Regions from separate parts of the Gossypium hirsutum genome. Here region 1 is linked to region 2. A link is a contact called in public Hi-C data. All regions are on one chromosome and are shown on one strand. The core of a region is the stretch at or near the end of the contact, and the rest is flanking DNA. Distances in the headings are between cores, read along the strand shown. Region 1 overlaps LOC107909091 (probable metal-nicotianamine transporter YSL5). Region 2 holds the start of LOC107909087 (zinc finger CCCH domain-containing protein ZFN-like).

Region 1 (6,233 bases), core at 3,699-6,198, 37 kb before region 2:
TATCTGTTAAGAGATAGCAAGGATTGGATCTCAGTATCTGTTATTATTACTATTATTATTCATTCTCAAGCTGTGGATATATATATATAATCCATTAGCTTGTAAATGAATTGACCTTCAATGAATTATTCATTGTTTGTGTACGTTTTTCAAAATTGTGCTCTAGTTAATTTAAAATTAGATGTTGAGTTTATTTGTTTGAAGTTTGAACTAAACATGTATATTAGTTTTAGATGATATTAAAAATTATAAGCACAACGTATACATACATATTGCATATATTGCTGGATATTAGTAGTGCACGAAAATATATATATATTGATTTTAAATGAAAAATCCCAACATCTTTAATATTCCTTTAAATTATGTTTTTAGCTACTGCTGAATACAAAAGCTATATTCTTTAAAACTTGAAATGGTTTGGTTTGGTTTGATTTAAATTTGCAAAAGAAAATACAAGTGTAGGTCAATGTATGGTTTTCTAGTTTTAAATATTTTACACTGTAAATAATAATAAATGAAGTTCAGTTTAATTCAAATAATTATAATTTGAGAGGAATGACTTCAAACCTTATTAAAATTAAATCTAGTTTTTCAAGATCCTTGAATGTCCAACTTTGGTTCTTCCCCATCCATATTTATTTTGTGGGTTCAAGTCTACGTGTGAACATTGCCTGAATACATTCCATGTTTCGATCTTATTGTGCTTTATATTATTTTGCTATAATTATAATTGCTCGTACATGTATTATTTATTATGATTATACTATATCAATATTTACCTGTAATTGTATTCGTAAAAACCAAAAAAAAAAAAATCAAACATAGAGAGATTCATTGATGATATCAGGAAATGAGCCAAGCTTTCAGTATAACTTCAATTGAAAAACCTAGCGACACTAAGTATTTTACACATCACACATGCTAGAACAAAGACCGTATGAACTAACTATATGTCACTTTTCATTCATTCATTCACCTATAACATACATCACAGTCCTTTGATACCCGATGATTCATCACTCGTCGTACTTCATTTTGTCGTGCCAATGATACCAGCAGAAAAAGAAAACACGGAGAAATAACATGCACATAACATACAAAATTATAAATAATTGACGATGCTGTTTTACGTGTCTAGTGTAACCATCTATAGATTTTGTACGAATGCATTCAACTTTTTGAGTTCAAGAAATTATCGACCCTAGTGTTTGTTGCCCTCGAGAGAAATTTCATGCAAATTGGTGGTTGAACCCCGGCTAGAGCAAGTATTGAACTTGGCAAAGTCCATATACCGTCACCACAGATCAAACCGGAGGCAACTGCTGGTGCAAACGCAGCGGCCTTTTCTTTGTTTAACTTTTCCCAAACGAACAAAATCAAACTTCCGACACACATGTCAATGGCAAAGTACGGGCCGAGGTAAAAAGGTATTGCCATTGCCATCGGAAGTGGAATGTAGGATCCCCATTTCTTACCCAGCATATCTTTAATGGAGTTTATTAGAATGGCTGCACCGAAGAACACGTAACATAACAAGAGGCAGTCTTTCGGCAAAGCAGAGAAGCCTTGCACCCCCAGTACAGACATGTTGCGATAAACAATTCCGAAAGGAGCGGCATATTGACTGCCGGGAAGCCCAAGGTCATCGAATGCGTTGTAGAACAGCCAGAAGACACAAGGCGAAACTATGCAGCCCATGGCTGTGCCAATCACTTGGCTAACAAACATGGACCTAGGAGAAGCAAGGGTCAAGTAACCGGTCTTAAAATCCTGCATTAGGTCAGAAGCTGTTGCAACAATGTTCATCATTACACCACATGCTATGAGACCTGCAAGGACACCACCATTTGGACCAGCCCAAGCTCCAATCGTAAAGATTGCTAGCTTACCATAGGTCGAAGCAAGGGACCAATCGGTCAATCCAGTTCCATATGCATTGCAAAAAGCCAATGTTGGTGCAAAGATGTAAATGACCAATACGTAATACCATTTGAGTTCAGGAAAGATGAATGGAAGAACTATGGTGGAGATGGTAGCAATTGTTACATAACCTGCAACAGAAAACCATGTAGGAATTTGGTCCTTTAGAAAGAGTTGGATTCGGCGCTGGTCATCGTATGATAGCTTGTCTGAGGTATCAGAAGAATGCTGATTTGCAACGGGGAGAGATTGTTGTCCTCGAAATTGATAAAACAAGCCTGTGAGGGTTCTAGTAAACACCTTGACAAAGTTGTATAGCCCATCACCTAGGATCAAGGCTATGGCAATAAACACCTGGATTTAAGGAATAACGAATCTTGAGATCAATGTTACCATGTCGGGAAACTATAGTTTCGTTGGTCTCAATGGAAACTAACCTGGTAACCTTGTAGGCCGTGCATATTTTTTTTGGGAAGATCTGCATTAAACCAATCACCCTTTCTATTTTCAATGAGAGGCCACATTAGACCCCATGAAAGTATTCCTCCAAGCAGCACTGATATGTTTATTATGTAGGGGCAAATCATCCCTACTCCAACATATGTTGCTGAGAAATCGAAGAAAAACCTGAAATATTAGCAAACAAGTCGCTTAGTACTCGTTTTCGAGTTCACTAAGGGAAGAAATTGAACTGATTCTACGCACATGTTTTCGTATGCTTTAAGCCCAAACGTAGGGAAGCTAATAAATCCACAACGGTCTCCAGCAGTGTAAAACCATTGAAAGAAACCCCATAAAAAGCTGAAAGAAAAGAACTTCCCCAATGTTTTCACTTGCTTCCTACAAGTAAAAAACATGAAAAGATTAGAACGTATAAACATCGTAATCATCAGCTTTAATTAGAAACCGCAACTATGATAACAATTTTTACCTTGCTAGCTTAGCTCCTTGAGGAGTATGGAAGCTATTGATGAGATGTGCAGTTGCAGTACCACTCGGATATGTCAACTTGAAGTCTATGATCATGATCTGAGAAAAACAAGAGGACAAAAAAGTTGGTAATGGAAGTTAACATAGGCAAAAAGAACCTTTCCTTGAAAGAATATCATTTCATTATTAGCTCAACGATTTCAAATCCTATATATAAACATAATGTTTATATTATTATAGACACAATATATTTAGAAAGTGGGATTTCTATGTCCATTCAACTTCAATACAGGGGCAAAGCAGAGTGTACCTTCCGAAGAGGCACCACGGAGAAGAGACCAAGAAAGCTAACAACAAAGAGGAAGCCAATAATCCATCCGAGTGACGGATTCTTGAAACCGCCGTTATCCCCGGATTGCTTTGCGACACGTTCGCTCATTCCGAAGAGGTAACTCCCGAATCCCCCTGTTTGTCAGCAGGTAAAAGTAAGTAAAAGCTTCTGCAAACCAGTTGAGGTTGTAGTTTAACCAAATGAATGCAGAGGTTATCTTCAATCAATCATAAACACAGCATACTTTACAAAAATTTTCAATTTAAAGCATGTACTGCAACCACAAGTTTTATGCGGTAAATGAAATTTGTTATGTAATTACATGATGTTATCTTTCAATCAATTATAAACACAACATGCTTTACAAAATTTTCAGTTCAAAGCATGTACTGCAACCACAAGTTTCTTGCTTTAGATTACAGCATAGCATTTTTGTGGTTTTGATTCTGGGTCTTACATGAATAGTGTATCACACAATTCCATGTCAAACATGAGAGAGTGATTTCATAATAGTAAATCACCCATGGAACTCGTTCATTTCATAGCTTTCAATGATCTATGGTCATCTTCAAAGTAGTAGATATGTTTTTTTGAAGGACTAGACCATGGGTTGAGCAGTCAAACTTGGACTAGATAATTCTACCTTGGGCTAGTCTGATTTAAATTTAAAATAAATAATTAAAATATGTTTATTTGATTTCAATTTTAAATATATATAAATATAAACATAAAAAATTAATATTTTTATAATATTTGAATAGTGAAAATGAATCATTAAGTCGGGTTGGGCCACCACTCACCTTAGCTCATGAACAGATATAAAACCTTTTAAATATATAAAAGAAAAACTTAAAATAAAATTAACATACATGTTTTTAGCACTCACACCAGCTTCGTTGAGCATTCATTCAGTAATGTTTAATATAGCACATGTCCCTCTTTCAAGAAAGAAATATTTAATGACAATTAGATGAATCCATGAATAAACCATTGTTAAAAGGAGACATTTATGTTGGCAAAAAAAACCCAATCAGCCAGGTACAGGGGGAATATATAATATTCAACTTGATTCAGAACGAGATAGATAGGTTTTTTACTGAGGTTTTTGAGGTTCAGAGGCAGTTTTAAATAAAATTTAATTCCATTGTAGAATGGGTTAACACTATAAAGTAATTGTAATTATTTCCTAAATTATAATTACATCTTTAAGAAAATAAAAAAAGCCTACCTAATTACTGACATAAAATTTTCAATTCTCAACTCCTATAAAAATTAAATAATATAATTGAGATTATCTAATTATACTCGATTTAATGAGACATACCAACTACAATTACTATAGGTATCTAATTACAAATAATTAGATCAAAATAATCAAGTTCAATTACTAAATAACTTCACAAACACAAATTTTTCTATCCTTACACTACGGGTTTCTATTATAGAATCTTTTTTTAAAAATTAAACCAAAGTAATGATTAGCATAAATAACATGATAATCATCCAATGAGAACATGGGCAGTTCAAAGCTATGTAAAGATTAATATGAAAACATTGTGTCAGCGTGAGTTTAGCAAATGTGAAAAGGTGTAAAAGCAATGGAGACATCAGACAGCTATAAATATAAAATTAAAAATTCCTAAAAGGGTCCCCACTTTAAAATGGTCTAAAAAGTCTGTATCATTGACTTATTGACTTTATTCAGTATTCCGAAACACGCCTAATGACTTCGATCTCAATCACATCTCAGCGTATCATTAGCCCATTCCCCAAAGCAACAACTTGGCCTCACTCACTGTCACTCATCCACCCGTCGCCTTTACAACATATCCTCTAATAAAGTTGAATTAATAATTTTAAAAAATTAAAGCAACAATGTTTTAAAAGAAAAAGGGTTAATAACTTTTTTGCCCCTCTAACTTTACTAAAAAATCATTTAAACCCTCTATTTATTTTTTTATCTCTTTTAACATTTGAACTTGCGTTTTTTTTTATAATCAAATTACCCCTAAATGAATGAAAATGCTAACATTTATTAACTTTACTGACAATGTATAAACATAGATTGTCACGTAAATGATACATCAACATTTAATTAAACTTTAAAATTTTAAAAATATAAAAAAAAATATTTTTATAATTTAATAATTTTAAATTTTAAATTTTAAAAAATTAATTAATTATTGACGTGTTATCTACATGACACGTGTATGCAATGTCAACAAAGTTAAAAAATAATAATTTTTTCGTATTTGACAAAAATTACAAGTGTGAGAGTTAAAAAATGTGAAAAAATTAAATAAAGAATTAAAATGATCTTTTTGTAAATTTGAAACATCAATTAAGTAATTATAAAAAATTAAAGTAACAATGCATACCACTAATCCAATAAATTAATTAAAATATATTTTAAGAAAACGGTTAATAACATATTAAATTAATAAGTGAAATTATATTATTTAGCTAAACTCAGTCAACAAGTCCAACACTATTCACTGGGAAAGACATGATACAGCCTTGACTTTTCAAAAATGGTAAATTCATTATATGGTCCTTTCGAAATTTATGAAATCACGAGTTAATATAATAATAAAATTACATTTTATCCTCTAAAAATACAATATTCATTTTTAACCACTAATCTAATTTTATAAAAATTAAATTAAAACTCAATTCACGACAATTGACCACTATTAGGTAGAAGACAATAACACAAGCAAAAAGTCTTGGTCTTCCAAAAATAATACTTAAATTCATTATGTAATTTATACTATTATTTAAGCATTTTGCTGAGTTGATATCACTCTCAATCGGATCACCATTTTAGTTATTAAATTTCAAAAATATTTTTTATAATTAAAATAAGTTATATTATCCGAGATTACTTTAAACTTTTCCATTTAAAAAATTAATAATATGTAAATGGTGAAATTTGAACCCAAATCAATTATATTAATAAAACATTTTATTTACCACTTAACTAAAGCTTTATTTTAAAATTTTTTTATATTTTAATTTTAATTTTAATCATACACACTTTATTACTTCT
Region 2 (6,223 bases), core at 1,011-3,510:
ACAATATTCAAATAATAACAACAAAATAGTAACAACATAATATTGAAATGATAACAAAACAATGACAAAACAATATATTTTTTTTACAAATTCGAGTTTGTTCAGGCCAACAAACTTTACCCGTGGCTCGACTCATTTTTTAAATAAGCATTATTTTTTTTCAAGTCTATTTTTTGGGCCTATATTTTTGTCCAAACTTTTTTAGTTTTTGAGATCCGGCTTGAAGCCATGGACATGTCTATTTTGAAGGGATTAAATATATATTATTTTAGATTAGTAATTTTATTATACATTAATTTATAATTCTATTATTTAAGAAGGGATTAATTTATAATTTTATTTTTGACAGCTAAGGCTCCTTTTTCAATGAAATCATTTGTTAAAATAAAAACAACTTAATGAAAAAAAATTAATTAAGATCACCAGAATAGTAAAATGTATTATTTTAAAACTTGAATTATAGTTTTGATGTTTTTATTGTGTTTTTTTTTTCTATTTTTACACAATATCTAGAATTATTTATAACCCATAATTAATTTTTAAATAGAAAGATAATACATTTTATCGTACTCGAACCCACATTCTCCTGTATTTTTTTATAATTTAATTTTATATAATATAATTTCTTTGATTTTAATATCATTATTATTTTAAATAATTAATATCATTATCTATTTCGGTTAAAATGTTAACTCTTAAAAACCACTAATTTCTAACTTTTATCATAATAACATGGATTTTTTTATGTTGGAAGGGATATTTTTAAGATAAAATCCATAAGTGAAATACTTAATTGTGCTAATTTTTTTAGCCAATGATATTATAGAAATAGAGGATTAAAATACAAATTAAATAAAATGACTAAATTTCAAATTCGAATATAACAAAAGGATCAAAACCAAATTTGACCTTTCCTATGCCACCTGACTCAACTCCGGTTCCAAAATCCACACTCGCTCTTATTTTATGACACGTGTCCAACAAAATTTTAAACGGCCAATAGAAAGAGATCTCATGCAAAGACAAATAAGCAAGCATGACGTACATACTATGTAAAATAAACAAGCCATTATCTAAAATAAAAATAAGGCTAACATACTAAAAAAGCCCCTAAACTATTATCCCTTGTTTAAACAAGTCCTTATGCCCTAACCTATAACTTTGAATCTACGAAAGCCCTTGATTTTATATTATAATAAAAATATTTATAATATTTAAATAATTAAATCAAAATTTTATCATTATAGGGAAGTTAAAGCGCAATTTTACCATTGTTAATTATTTTTTTATGTGCGATACTCTCACGTGTTTAATATTAGTTTAACTAATGATAACAAGTCCACGCTTAAATAATAAAATTGAAGTCAAAATTTGAGGGACTTAAAGTCTGACTCGATTCCACGTACTGCTCAGGTGTAAAGAAGAGAATATAGGGTTAATATTGCTTTCAGCCCCTATACTTATTACATATTTGAAATTTAGTCTTTTTCTTTTTTAATTCTAGAAGTTTAATTATTATATTATATTATTTTAATAATTAAAGTCCAATTTATAATATCATTAAAATAATTTCGTTCAATTAGATAACATAGTTTTTTTAAAATAAAAAATGTACTCAAATGACAATTTAAAGTCACATGAAAGCTATACAAGCAAAATAAATCATGCTTCTTCTGTGAAATAGTACTGAAGTACCTTGCAACTTTGAAATCAAAATTGTAAACTTTACAACCCCAAATTCAATATTTATATTTATATATTTGGTCCTTCATATATGTAATGAGAGACTTTTGACGTTGTTATTAATTAAACTTAAATTATTAAATAAAAAGAGGAGAGAGTAAATTTCAAACAGTAAAAATGTACTATTAGTCCCTGTATTTATATAGATTTTGAGATTTTGTTTATGTACTTTAAAAGTTCAAAAATCAGTCCTCATACTTTTTCAATTTAAAATTTTAGTCCGACCATTATTGTCGTTTGTAGTTTTTGTCAAAATTTGTCAATTTAATATGTTGGTAATTATTTTACGATTGGACTGAGAATTTTAAATAAAGAAAGTAAGATGACTTAGTTTTTAACTTTTTAAATACAAAAAACTAAATATCAAAATTAAATATCAAAATTTGTCAAAGTACAGGGACTAACAACATATTTTAACCATTTCAAACATGTGAAGAGTATAGGGACTGAAATCAGAATTAAACCAGTGAACACAAATGGGAGTCCATATGATCATCGATTCGTCGGTCTGCGTATAATATTAGCGAACAAATAAAAAAGAAAAGTTAGTGGGTTTTGTTTGGATGGTTGGCTTTTATTTTTATTTTATGTTGTATTATTTTTTTTGTGGAGAAGAGAAAACAACGCTATTTCGCCTTTATCAAAAAATCAAATTCTTTTTTAGTAAAAAAAAAAATCTCTCTGAAAATAACCGTTTTTTGGTTTCTCTGGTTTTTCTGTTACGAAGGAGGAGAGAGGGGGCAGAGGTTTTTTTTTGGCGAAAGTGACGGCGTGGTTTTGTGACGGAGGAATGAGAGTTCCGGCTTGGAGGTGGTGCTAACGTGACAATAGTGGTGATGGAGGAAGATGACTGCTGAATGGAAATTATTATTCGATGCAGGAATTTCGATGTCCCGAATAGCATCAGCAGTGGCCGTAGCTGTGACTGAAGGTGCCTCGCTTTCACCGTTGTTGAATCAAGGTCTCCCTCTCTTTTTAATTATCGTATGTTTTTATTTATTTATTTTTATAATGGTTATTATATTATTTTTCTCTTTTATTTTGAGATAAATGCAATATTGCGATTCATACGATTCTCTTGGTTATTTGAATTGCCATTTATTTTCACTTCAATGGTGATTTTCCAGTTTGATCGTTGTTAAAATCCCGTTATTCGCTAAATTTTAAATTTTAATAATCAGTGTAAAATTCTTAATTGCATTTAAATTATTGTGATAAAAGTGCAAATTCTGCGGTGATTTTTGTCTTATGAGTGTTTTTTCTTTATTGATTTATTTTTTTCATTTATGCTTTATTACGTAGAAAACAGCTTAAGCTCTTAAACTCTTTTTCTTTATTAGGATTATTTTGATTATTGCTTTTACTGCTTTTTCAGTGCTACTTATTTGTCTGAACAAGCATATGATAGAAAGCAAAATTATGGTTAAAAAGTTTTAAAAATGACAAAAATGTTTAATTTTGACGGGGATAATAAGGATTTAAATTGCGGTTGTAGACGTATATGTGGTCGTATAGCATTTATCATGATTGCAGATGTAATAGGTTCTATATAGTGGTCAATTATGGTGAACATCAATGATGAATATCTAAAGAACGAGATAGTGGTGAATCGAAAGGAGAGTTCACATTGAACAAGCTTATTCCAGACATAATCACATGTATTCGGTTCCAAAAGAGTGGTGAATTGAAACTCTTTTCTCTGATACCGTTTCTCTTTAGTTAAACCCATTGTTGTGTTCTGTTGGTTGTATCTTCTTCTAAATGGATTCATTAGTTTAATGATTTTACTTTAACTCTCTTTTGAACTGTTACTCTTTTACCTATTCCATTTGTCAGTTCTTTTTTAAGTTTTAAGCACTGTATTAATTGAACCAAAATTGTTCACTAGACGAGACTATTCGTATTCGAATTAGATTTGGACAGAATTTTTGTAATTAATTTCTAGTATTTAATTTTTTAAAATAATAATATGAATTTTCGAGTTTGGTCTGGATTTGACCGAAATCAAATTTGAGCAAGCAAAATTAAAAAAAAAAAAAAGAGGGACCAAGGGTGGGACCATTTACAGGTTTGTGTACCAATATTCTAAGAGCATATCTTTATAGTTAACAGAATATTGGTACTTTTATTTCTCCGTAGAACTTTTTGCAATGAGCATAGTTAATCTTCATGCTTTCTTCAACACCGAGTTTTAGAAAATGAAAATTTTTGTTGTTGTAAACTTTCTCAAATTAGTTAAATAGTAGCTTCAATCTACGAAAGGAAGAAAAGAATATAAAAAATTTTCATAAGGCCTTTTTATTGATGCCTTAGAAAATATGGAATAGTGTCTCTTTCCTCGAATAATTTAGCCAATGGGGCTTGCATAAGTCAAAGGTCAGAGTGAGTTTCTTACTGCTGCATGCCACAACCTTGCTTGTTGTATGTTAAGTGAATATTTTTACAAATTGAAAATTTGTAATACCCCTTTAGTATTTCTTTGATTCTTTTTTTTCATGTGTTTGCTGAACCTACTTTTTAAAAATTATTTCAGATGCTATGTGGCAAATGAACTTAAGATCCAGTGAAACAATGGAATCTGGTTACTACCCTGAGCGTCCTGGGGAACCAGATTGTTCTTATTATATTAGGACCGGCCTTTGTAGATTTGGAGCTACATGTCGTTTTAGTCATCCTCCTAACAGAAAGCTGGTATAAACCATGGTTTGTTTGGACAATTCTCATGAATCCAGAGTTAATGCTTTGAGTATCTCTTCTTCTTTTTTTTTTTTTGTGCATTCTTCTTATCATAATTGTGTTTAAGGCGTTATTTATTTACATAAATTTTGATACATTAAGAATTCGTGCTATATAGATTTGGCGTATTCATGTATTCATGTCGTGCTTGTGTTATTATTATTATTTTGTTGTGTTGTATTCTCGTTATGTAACTGCATTGCAAATTCAGGATTACCAAGTCTATTTTTAGTAAATGCCAAAGAGCTTCTCAAGTTTATTCATGTTTTCTATTATTCGTAAATGCCAAAGAGCTTCATAAGTTTATTTATTTTAGAAACCTTTGATTATTATATTTGACATGATTTTATTCACTGGTAGTTGGAAGTTTTTGACACAGGAAACTTTTAAACAAGGGTCTTTTCTACTAAATCACTCTAAAACAGAACTCATTGTAGGAAAATTTATAGAGTATTAGATCCTCAAGAGATAAGATCGTTCCGCATATGCACACATGTAAACACTTGCTGCTACCAACATGGGTATACTTCATCTGCTACTGTCATTTCATTTCTACTTTGTCCCACTACTCATATAACTTTTTAGATATCAATTGTCATTTAAAATATTTATTTAGATTATATCAAATTTCAGGCTATTGCCGCTGCTAGAATGAAAGGAGAGTTTCCAGAAAGAGTAGGACAACCTGAATGTCAGGCATGTACTTATTCCCTATTTTCCCATGTATTGACAATGTTGCTACTTTAACATGCGATTTACAATGTGCAATGTATGATTAACAAGAAGTATGGTAAAGTAAAAGGTTTATTTCTCTTTCTAGTGGTTTGGCATAGCAATCAAACTTTAGTCTGAACCCTCAACTGGTTTAGATGATTGGCTCATCCTAAGATTTTTCCTTCTTGTTCTTGTTGAAATATGTGAAACCCATATATTTTGGGATATATTTTAAAGTTATTTAGGTAGATAAATCTTAGAATAAATCATTTGAGATATTCTAAGAATATTTTATTTTATCTTTTAGTAGTTTATTAGAATAGGGGAATTATTTTCCCAATTAGGTTATGACTGTTTTCTCTATTTAAATTCAGTTGTTTAGTTAATAAAATATAGAACAGTTTTATTAAATGCTCTTTTGAAAACTTTCATGGCATCTGAGCTAGGTTATCTCTAGTAGCATCATGGTTAAAACAGCCTTCATTGGAGATAAGAGATCCAGCAATCAAACAGAGGAAGAAAGTTTTACCGTTGAAACAACTAATGAAAATTATGAGGGCCAAAGTTCTCTAGAAGGGTCTTCCTTCACTAAGGAACAACTAGAGCATCTACACAAACTTTTTCAATCACCACAATTTTGGATGAATTCTTATCTTCCTAACTCATCCAATAATCCTTCTTCCTCCTTTGCCCAATCAGATACTGATTTTTCTATTTTTTTCAGTACCCAGCCTTGTAAAACAAACACGTGGATCATTGATTTTGAAGCTAGTAATCACATGACTAGTAGTCATTTTCTTTTTTCAACTTACACACCTTGTGCAGGAAACAAAAAAATCAAAGTAGCAGGTGGGTCGTTCTCGGCAATAGCTGGGAAAGGCATTGTTAAAATTTCACCTTCCTTGGTTTTACATGATGTTTTACATGTGCCAAATCTAGCTTGTAATCTCATATCGGTCAGTAAATTATCCCAGTCCTCAAATTGTCATGTTATATTTGACTCCTCTATGTGTAAATTTCAAGACATAGT

What was found. Hi-C and Micro-C count contacts between places; a contact is called where the count stands out from the background.
Region 1: a contact with region 2 is called in a Hi-C map of leaf, with 1.8 times the contacts expected there. The contact joins the enhancer-like site here to the promoter of LOC107909087 in region 2. A contact is called at or near these places in 7 of 34 Hi-C or Micro-C datasets (callus, fibers, leaf and 2 more).

The regions. Positions count from the first base shown.
Region 1 is chrD08:66,826,891-66,833,123 of Gossypium_hirsutum_v2.1, reverse strand. LOC107909091 (probable metal-nicotianamine transporter YSL5) reads right to left here. Exons shown (of 6, transcript XM_016836487.2): 2 at 3,164-3,318; 3 at 2,855-2,952; 4 at 2,629-2,763; 5 at 2,361-2,550; 6 at 815-2,277. The coding sequence ends at 1,174. Among protein-coding and RNA genes, the nearest start is that of LOC107909091, 4.8 kb to the right of the region's middle. Within about 2 kb of position 4,948, at least 6 of the 9 cell types and tissues checked have an H3K27ac peak or open chromatin away from gene starts, as enhancers often do. A contact at or near this core is called in leaf, where this site is marked.
Region 2 is chrD08:66,787,411-66,793,633 of Gossypium_hirsutum_v2.1, reverse strand. LOC107909087 (zinc finger CCCH domain-containing protein ZFN-like) reads left to right here and starts at 2,260. Exons shown (of 7, transcript XM_016836478.2): 1 at 2,260-2,704; 2 at 4,277-4,434; 3 at 5,113-5,175. The coding sequence starts at 2,590.